2 separate regions of the Zea mays genome follow, and region 1 is linked to region 2. The links are chromatin contacts, called in public Hi-C maps. All regions are on one chromosome and are shown on one strand. The core of a region is the stretch at or near the end of the contact, and the rest is flanking DNA. Distances in the headings are between cores, read along the strand shown. Region 1 has its middle 17 kb from the start of LOC100278838. Region 2 holds the start of LOC100280380.

The links. A called contact is a pair of places that touch in the nucleus more often than the background predicts.
Region 1: a contact with region 2 is called in a Hi-C map of leaf mesophyll, with 2.9 times the contacts expected there. The contact joins the enhancer-like site here to the promoter of LOC100280380 in region 2. A contact is called at or near these places in 3 of 25 Hi-C or Micro-C datasets (ear, leaf and leaf mesophyll).

Annotation. Positions count from the first base shown.
Region 1 is chr5:223,605,417-223,610,095 of Zm-B73-REFERENCE-NAM-5.0, reverse strand. No RefSeq gene overlaps it. Among protein-coding and RNA genes, the nearest start is that of LOC100278838, 17 kb to the left of the region's middle. Within about 2 kb of position 1,830, at least 16 of the 20 cell types and tissues checked have an H3K27ac peak or open chromatin away from gene starts, as enhancers often do. A contact at or near this core is called in ear, leaf and leaf mesophyll, where this site is marked.
Region 2 is chr5:223,489,615-223,494,719 of Zm-B73-REFERENCE-NAM-5.0, reverse strand. LOC100280380 reads right to left here and starts at 2,371. Exons shown (of 2, transcript NM_001153305.1): 1 at 2,264-2,371; 2 at 1,374-2,190. The coding sequence starts at 1,972. The coding sequence ends at 1,646.

The DNA of each region.
Region 1 (4,679 bases), core at 581-3,080, 120 kb before region 2:
CTAATTTTGGTTCAATCTAGAAAGGGTGGCGCAAGAACAAACACATGGTGGGTTGTGAAATCCTACTAACCTTCTCCAGGAGGAGGTAGGAGCGGAGGAGGAAGAGCGTGCGATCGAGGTCCATCTGGTAGAGCGAGACCACCAGGTCGTCAACGCCGTCGTCGACGAAGTCATCGAGCGCCTCCTCCTGGGTGACACGACACCAGGAGAGCGAGCCACGGTTAGATCCAGAGCTATGGGGGGAGTGGATGAACTCGCGATGTATGGGGCCCACCTGTCGTCGATGGTGTCGGCGTAGATCCGAATCGGCCCGTCTGTGGGCACACCCCCTCGCTGCCGGTGGGGAGATCTCGGCGGTGGCTCGCGTGCCGCGCATGGTAGACGGGGATGTGGAAGGTGGAGAGCTGTTGCACCGCGCTTTATGGATCCACGGAAGGAGGGTGGCGGCGGGCGGGCGACGTACGAACCGTCGAGGTCGTCGTGCACGAGGAAGATGATGACTTCACCAAAAGCGAAATGCCCTAAGTTTCAGGGTGGAGGACGATAAAACTGAGATGGGCGACAGATGGCTTGCTTTTGACCTGTGGTCGTGGGCAACGAGGAGGAGGTGTGCTCGTGCGATGTTGATGTCGGCACAAGCGGCGAGGTCCATAGCATGACACTCGCGTCGATCTGGGGGCGGAGGTGGAGGTGAAAGAGGCACAAAAGATTCAGGCGTCTCCTTGACTATCGACCGGTCAATCCACATTTAGGCGTGCGCTTCGCCGGTAACATCGCGGGGTGAGAGACGAGAGGAGCGTCGGGGTCAGGGGGCATCACTTGGGTGGGTGGGGCGATGGCGACGACGGCGGTGGCGTGGGCACATGCGAGCTAGGGTTTTTGGGTGAGAGAGGGTCGGAGGGAGGAAGGGGAAGCAGACGAGGGAGCGGGGCTGGTGGGCGGGATCGGGGAGCGGGGCTGGTGGGCGGGATCGACGGTTGAGATCGCAAAATGGTAGAATGGACGACTGAGATCGTAGAATGGCAGAACACAAAAAGGCAGACTACTATTGCTAACTTAATAAGTAGTAGAGATATAAATAATTTTAAATAAGAACTACCATCTACAACTATATTGCTATGTACTAATTATTATATTTTTGGTTTATTAACCATTATAATAGCTAACTTTGTTCTTTATTTTTGTTTTGTTTTGTTTTGTTGATCTTTGTAGGAAATGATGGAGTACAAGAAGTCATGGATTGTCAAAAGTCACTTCGTATTGGAAGATATTTACAATATATCGAGAGATTTAAGTTTGGTTTTCAATTATGCTAGATTGATGACCAGCAAATTAAGGGTACACTACCATTTAATTAAAGAATATATATTTGAGAAAGTGATACTTTAAGTGAAAATCAAGACCAAACATACAATTACCATATTATGATCAGTCCACTGAGTAAATTTCATTAGGGTATCAAGAATGGTTCTTTTGGGACTAACTTTATCCTAGATGGCATGCCGCCCTGTGTCGGATTACCAAACACATGGCTTATAAGGCTAAACAAAGTGGTGATTTAAGGAACATTAGTGATATCTAATTAAAGCTATGAGAAGGGTTGATCAAAAGCAATCAGTGTAACAAAAACATGCAAAAATATGGAGATCCAAAGATTTGTTACCCGTGGATATGTTAGTTGTTAGTAGGTAAAATGTTGTACCCAAAGATTTTTTGGGTGTTCCGATTCTAATTTGGACCCTGGATAGCCGAAACGCTTCTTCCAGCCTTCCAGGATACACGTCGCGGTTCTACGGATTCGGCCCAGTCGTCCCGTTCATGTCGGCCCATTTTCAAGAGGTCGAACAGGGAGCACGGGGCTGGTGGTGCTGAGGCCCGAGCAGAATCGCACAGGCGCACAGCATACATGTGCTTCTCGTTTCTCGTCTGTGAGTACTCGTACCGTCCTAACAACTACGTTACCACGGATCATCAGATTCGCACCTTTCCCTCCCGTCAGCAGATTAGACGCGAGAAGTCGTGGAAGACCCGTATCCCTTCCCAGAAGCACGATAGAGGAAACACACGAGACACGATATAGAGTTGGGCCTTTGACCTCTTTCTCTTCTCTGTATTATGAGGGGTGTACATGTTCCTTATATGTAGATGTGAGACCCCTCAGAGGCAAAACAAGTATTTGCCCACATAACTCTGACTAGGGTTACTTAACACTCCCCCTTGGGCGAATAGCGCGACCAACACATGCCTCGTTAAAACTCCGAAAAACCCAGTGAGAAAAATGTGGAGAAAGAGTGCATGATGATACAAATTGCATTTGCACTTTGTTGCCTCGTTAAAAACCATCATGTGAGATACTTCAAGAAAACTCACCAAGGGAAAAAGAATACAACAGCTGTCATCGGGACAGATTTTGATCCTCTGGGATCTAGATTCTATCGAATCTTCTACAAGGGCTAACTTTAGAAATATGCTCCCCATGATATTTGCAAAACCGTATCGATAAGGCAAAATATTTTCTTCTGGAAGTATATGCACATAAAGATTTAGCAAACGGATTGCATATCCTTGCAAGGACTATTTCAGGAACTTTAACTCTACTCACTTCTAGGATATACGAGGTAAGTGCACGTATCAATATAAATAAGCCACTTTAATTGATGGTGTTCGATCGACTGGATCTATATATTTGATAGAAAGTTTTATAAAGGTTCACATATTGATCATCAAGCTCACGCCTTTAGGGCATAAAATATGACATTTATTGTCTCACGATTGTGATCAATATAAGCATTCGCTCTCCCTGACGATGACATCTGTCAAAGTCGTTATCCCTCATAACTCAAGCATATTCTTCAAGATATATGTCTCATTGTTCATCTAGAATAATGATAATGGATGAGGTTGGGTGCTATCATTTTCTATCTACACCACAATTTATACATAGTTGTGCAAAGCAAATAACATGTCCTTCAATAGGACTTAGGGGATAATATAGTTGCAATAGTACATATTCTAAATATGACACATTACTCCAGGCGTTCATCCTTTGCAACATCTATGATGGTGTAACAAAAGTCCATCAAAGATCGTAATCCATCAGGGATTTTTCATCGATCAGATATATCATTATAGTCTGTCTTTCTGGCACAATGGGGATATTTTACCAGTAACACCTAAACCTTAAGGTTTTTGCCATCGTGGCTTTAGAGGATACCGTAATTCCACATCTAGTGGAAAATACCATGAGTAAAGATCGTGGAATGCACATGTGCTTATTCGGTGAACTTCAAGTCCTTTGGTACCTCATCTTATTGCTTTTCGGGTCTGTATGGATCTTTATCCCTATATAGGGATTATCAAACTTTGGTGTTTAACACAGACTTTATTTCTTCTGGAAAGGTTCCATTAAGGAACTATAATCTCATCTAGGAGATATTCTCTCTACACAGGAGAGTGTTCATTCGTCAGGAATGTATTATTCGGTACGAGATTTATATGTTGCATATTTATAATTCAAAGATATGGGTCCTCCTAGGATCTCATGACGGATCTTCAGAATCCTATTAACTGCATATTTTAATTCATGCCATTTGCCAGATATATTACATAGCAGAACTGTCGGCGTTTCGGATCCGGGGGACCCTCAACCGGACCGACTAGTGAATTTTGTGCCACGTGCCCTTGTCCAGATGGGTTGATGCAAGATGGAACACAAGAGGAGGGATGAGGCTTAAATTATCTTGCACCGGGGTGCTTGCAGTAGGGGTTACAAGCTTCGCGAGAGAGGGAAATGGGTCCTAGGTCTCCTGAGGAGTCTAGTGTTGCGGAGTGGAGCTCGATGCTTGAGTGTGTCCATCTCCGTCGTCCTTGCTGCCCGTCCTCTCTCCCCTTTCTCTTGAGAAGGCCCTGGGCATCCCCTTTTATAGACACAAGGGGATGGTCCAGTTGTACATATGGGGGTGTTGCTATGTGCTAACGTGGCCTGCGGAGAAGTGCTCGAGCCCTGTAGAAGCGTAGCTGGCGGTGCGGTCCTGGGTCCTGCTGACGTTTCTTTGCCTTCGTAGAGAGCTTGAGGACTATTGACGTCATGGACGCATGCGGGGAATCATCATTACCTGTGACCGGAGTAATCTAGATGTGACTCCGGTCTTGTTCCTTCGTAGCCTGAGGCAGCTAGCTAGAGGTAGGGTAATGATGTATCCCCTATAGCGTAGTCGGTCCGAGGCCGAGGTCAGACGAGGCAGTGACTTCTCCTGAGGCTGAGGTCGAGGTCGGGCAAGGCGGAGACCTTCTCCCGAGGCCGAGGCTGAGGCCGGGGTCGGGCGAGGAAGAGACCTTCTCCCGAGGCCGAGGCTAAGGCCGGGGTTGGGCGAGGCGGAGACCTTCTCCCGAGGCCGAGGCTGAGGCCGGGGTCGGGCGAGGCGGAGCTCCCTGTTGCGCCCGAGGCTGAACTCGGGAGAAGCCGTGACTCACTGTTGTTATCCTTACCCTGGTGGTTGGCATAGTAGTCGGAACGGGGTGAATAGTATTGTTTTCCTGTCAGAACGATCAGTAAAGGGGTGAAGTGACTGCGATCACTTCGACCTTGCCAACTGAGGCACACGTGTCAGGATAAGGTGTCAGGCGATCCTTGCATTAAATGCGCATGCGATACGGTCGGCGGTAAGGCGATTTGGCCG
Region 2 (5,105 bases), core at 1,122-3,621:
AAGTAGGCGTGTAATATTTTGATTTTATATGGCCAAGTATATGGGCCGGGCTTGGGCCGGCATGGCCAACGAATGCATGACGTGTTTTGGGTCGAGCTATGTCAGTATTTTTACACTTTGAACTGGCATAGCACATCCAAAAATTTTTACATTTTAGATTTAGCACGAAGCAGAATGAACTTGGACTAGGCTGACCCGGTCCAATTACCAGCACTAAGTCGTATGCATCTGCCTGCTCTTCGGCGCCTGGACTGCTCTTTGCGACTATAGCTATCCTTATTCTCTAAATATAAATGCTTGCTATAACAGTCTGGTTATAGTATGAATATATATAATTTAGCTGCTACTAGTTATTACAGTCCGATTTAGCTCGCGATTAGTGGTGTAAGAAGGGTGATCAGCCGCGAGCGGTACTGTTTAGATGACTGTATATGAGCAGTGCTGAGGATATGGGCCGACTTTTCGGGCCAGCACGAGCACGATCCAAAAATAGGAGTCCAAAGCATGGCTCGGCATGAAATAATATAGCCAGGCTAGCACGATCCGAAGGTGGGCTTAGGTCGGGCCTTAATTTCCGGCCTATTGGAGCCCCGGCATGGCCCGCATAGATGGGCCAGGCTTGAGCGGGCACGGCCCAATTAAGCTTAATCTATTTGATTTCTTTAATCTAGTAAGATATCGATTTTATATTGTTGTTATATTTAGAGTTTATGTGATCAAATGATGCTAGAATTGTTTAATATCTTTAATTTAGTAAGCTATTAACTTTATATGATTGTAATATTTTGATTTTATATGGTCAATATATGGGCCGGGCTTGAGCCGGCACGATCCAACGAAGGCACGACGTGGTTTAGGTCCGGATTGGGCCACTGTTTTTATACTTCGGGCTGACACGATACGGCCCAAAAGTTTTTTGAGCTTTTCTGATCTGAAACTGTTTGGCACGAAGCACGATTGGCTTGATTTTGAACCGGGTTGGCCCAGCCGCCCAGCTCGACTCAATTGCCCAGCACTATACATGAGCATCGCATCGAATATGCTGTAGTAGCCTACGGACAGTCACGGCGTCAGTCAAGTCAATTGCGAGCGACCTCATCACCTGCCCGGTCGGCCATGCATGACCCTCACGCACAACACAGAGCTGCATGCAGGGGCGAGGGGACCCGGCAGCTCAGGTGATGCGCGACCACGCAGAAGCAGACACGCGACGCGTGGTGTGGTACCATATACTACCATATCATTGATTGATGAGCTGCACAGGGTGCGTGGGTCTGCGCCTGGTAGTGTACAGTACGAGACCGACGATCGAGCAGATGCAAAATCTGCTCCTGATTCCAGGTCACCAATCAATCGTCGGTTGGACGAGAATTGAGCAATGCATGCGTCAGATGATGGTCATGTTCATTCTCTAACGAAGAGAACGGCGAAGAAGAAGATACAACACAGCAAGCAAACGACGCACGTACTGGCTCCAGCACGGAGCAGCAAGAAGCATGGAGGAGCGATACGACGGCCAGGCCTAGCTAGACGACCGGCCTCCAGGAGCAGGAGCAGGGGACAGGGAGGGAGCTTGGTCGCCGTTCGCCGAAACAAACACAGACGGCGGATCGGAGTTCACGACCACCCACCTCTCTGGCTACGGCTACCGATTGGAGTCCGGGTTGGGGCCACTGGGGACCTCGTGCTTGCCGTCCTGCCCCGCGGAGTTCCACCTCCCGCGCGCCCGGGGCTGGGCGGGGCGCCACGGCCACGTCGCGGCGGCCGGCCGCGGCAGGGCACGGCGGCGCCCATCAGCGGCGTGCCAGTGCCACGACGACGACGAAGCGGAAGACGCGACGGGGAACTCCTCCGTCTCGTCGTCGTCCCCGCGCCGAGCCGCAGGCACGAGCAGCACAAGGAAGCCGCACAGGACGAGGACGAGGAGGAGCGGCCCGGCGCGCGGTCCTGTGCCGCATTGAGCTCCTGCCATGAGCAGGAGCCGCCGCCGCCGCCGCGTCTTCAGTGGCTGGAGCAGGAACCCCGGCCAACGCCCATGCGTGCGAGCAAGACGGCGAGACAGTGGGAGAGAGCAGCAGCCAAGCAAGCAGGAGCAGCTAGAGTGTGTGAGAGACTGAGAGCTCGTTCACTTCACTCCACACTCCACAGTCCACAGCGCTATCTGCTATGCACTCGGCTGGGCTTCCGTTGCTGCAGGTGAAAAAAAAACGAGGTGAAGAAATACCAAGGCCAACTGACTGACACCATCATCGCCATACCATACCAGTGGCGCTGCATGTCTTTCCTTCCTCGTGACTCTTCTGCGCATGCATATCATTCGTAACAGGACGCCATTGCAACCACGGAGCTCGTTTCATAATTTTTTTTGAAGCACTGCAGATTGTTTTTCGAACTGTGCAGCTATGATATTATGTCTGCAGTATCTGCTTGATGAATGCTCAAAGAAGAAGGTGGTCAGTGAGGAGCACTGGCACTGCAGGTTTGAAAAAAAGTTGAGCACGGCACGGGATGGGAGGGGGCGAAAGCAGAGGAAGGAAAAGACGGGGGAATAATGGATGGGCATGCAAATGGAAGCTTTGGTTTTCCAAAGGCTGTAAAGCGTAATTTGACGCCTATTGACGGGATATATCCATCGCTAATTCTGTGTTTTGCTATCTACGGCCTCGGCCTACCAAAGACGCAAATCCCTTTTTTTATTTGAATCCTTTAAAGATTTAACATTCTGGTTTACATGTCAATGACTCACAGCAACCTCACATTTCATCGTGATATGGGTGTCAAATCTTGAAATACATGCCAATTGTGGGTCTCAAAATATCAGAATCTCTCATTGGTTATCTAGTTTTATAGTTTAATGTTGTGGATTTCTGATTTTGTTTAAGATTCAAAAATCAGATTACCGAGCGAGTTTGAGGACAAAAAAATGTACACTATCTCGAGTATATAAGCACACCTGATGACTCAGTAATTAAGGAAGGGTGGCAAAGAAGAGAGCTATAAGACCAACTCCAGCAGACTCTCTCTCCGTATCCGTATTTAGCACCGCCAACAGTTTCTCTCTCCTCTCTGTATCCGTCCCCGTTTCCAGCAGACTCCGTATTTGCACTCCGCATGCAGTCTATGACAGCTGGGGCCCACGAGCAGTCGCGAGCGCATGCAATCAGCTGCGGAGAGGAGAGAGAAACCGTGGAAAAGGGGAGTGCAGGTACAGGGCGTGCGTTTTAGGGAGACGGATGCGGAGACTGCTGGACTGATGAATAGTGTGCTCCGCTGTGCAAAAAAGGGATACGGAGCCCCATGCAGAGTACTGCTGGAGTTGGTCTAACAGGGTCCGCCGTGCAAGTCCAAGGAAGACAAGCTTTTTTTCCATGACCGTTGACAAGCACTGTCTGCCTCCTGATGTCTCCCAAGTGGCCTGCAATCGTCCTTTCACTTCACTTGAAGTATAGTCTTGTAGACCCTAGAGCTTACTACCCAAAACCCAGCAGCAGCACAGTATACGTGGCAGCTGATCGGCATGCATGGCCCAACAAACAATCACCACATGCTCTCTTGATTATTGTGGAGGGAACGAACAAGCATGCCATGGAAGGAAGAGGGTCATGATTATTGATTAGCACCGAGACGAGACTCTGTACATGAACAAGAAGCGATGAACCCAAAGGCTGATTTATAGGTTACATGTCAATGACTCACAGACTGTGATATGGGTGTCAAATCTTGAAATACATGTCAATTGTGGGTCTCAAAATATCAGAATCTCTCATTGGTTATCTAGTTTTATAGTTTAATGTTGTGGATTTCTGATTTTGTTTAAGGTTGAAAAATCAGATTACCGAGCAAGTTTGAGGACCAAAAAAATGTACTCTATCTCGAGTATATAAGCACACCTGATGACTCAGTAATTAAGGAAAGTTGGCAAAGAAGAGAGCTAACAGGGTCCGCCGTGCAAGTCCAAGGAAGACAAGCTTTTTTCCATGGCCGTTGACGAGCACTGTCTGCCTCCTGATTAGGGTTGGAAACGAGCCGAGCCGAGCTCGGCTCGGCTCGGCTCGGCTCGCTGCGGCTCATTCACGTAACGAGCCGAGCTCGGAAAACCGGCTCGGCTCGGCTCGGCTCGCGAGCCGGCTCGCCGAGCCTAGTCATAAATATAAATCTGCTCTCTAAATTATAATATAAAATCTTAAAAATATTTTAAATAACATATTTTAAGTTAGTAAAATAGATATATCACTAATATAATATAGAAAATAGATTATTTTTGTATAGTAATCTTAAATAACATAAATTATTGTCTACTCGATACTAATATTATATGCTAACTAAGATTTTATGTAACAAATTGTTGTTGGGTCGAGCCACGAGCGAGCTGGCGAGCTGCACCGAGCTGAGCCGAGCTGACTCGCTCTTTTCACGAGCCACAAAAACAGGCTCGACTCGGACTTGTTCTGAGCGTCGAGCCGGTCCGAGCTACTGTGAGCCCGAGCCAGCTCGTTGAGCTCGAGCTTTTTTTCCAGCCCTACTCCTGATGTCCCCCAAGTGGCCTGCAATCGTCCCTTCACTTCACTTGAAGTATAGTCTTGTAGACCCTAGAGCTTAGGCTATCCGCAACCGTTCCCCCTAAATTTTTCCCCCTATATCACTTTTTTGGGTCACATCATCAACATTCCACCCCCTATTTTTTCATCTCCCGCAGCGGTTCCCTCTAAATACTCCCCCTATATCCCACTACACTATAAAATATCATTTTTTATACATACTTTTCATCTACTATAAATTTTTTATCTACTAACAATTGAAAGCGGGCCCACGTGAATAGTGTTTAGAGGGAGAGAGAGGTATACGCCAGAACGAGGGGGAGAGAGAGCCTTACCTCCGCGTAGAGTGCTCGCTAGGGAGAGCCGCTGCATCACTAGCGGCTGCTCTGTAGCCGCCATGCAGGTACAGTCGAAGGGGAGAGGGCGTTCCGCGGCATCCGTTGCGGACAGCCTTAGGGGGTGTTTGGGAGTAAAGTTTTTTCACAGTTTTGGAAGAATACTGCAGTATTCTCAAATACTGCAGTATTATATACAGAATGGTGTTTGGCAAGCTAGCTAAAATCTCTG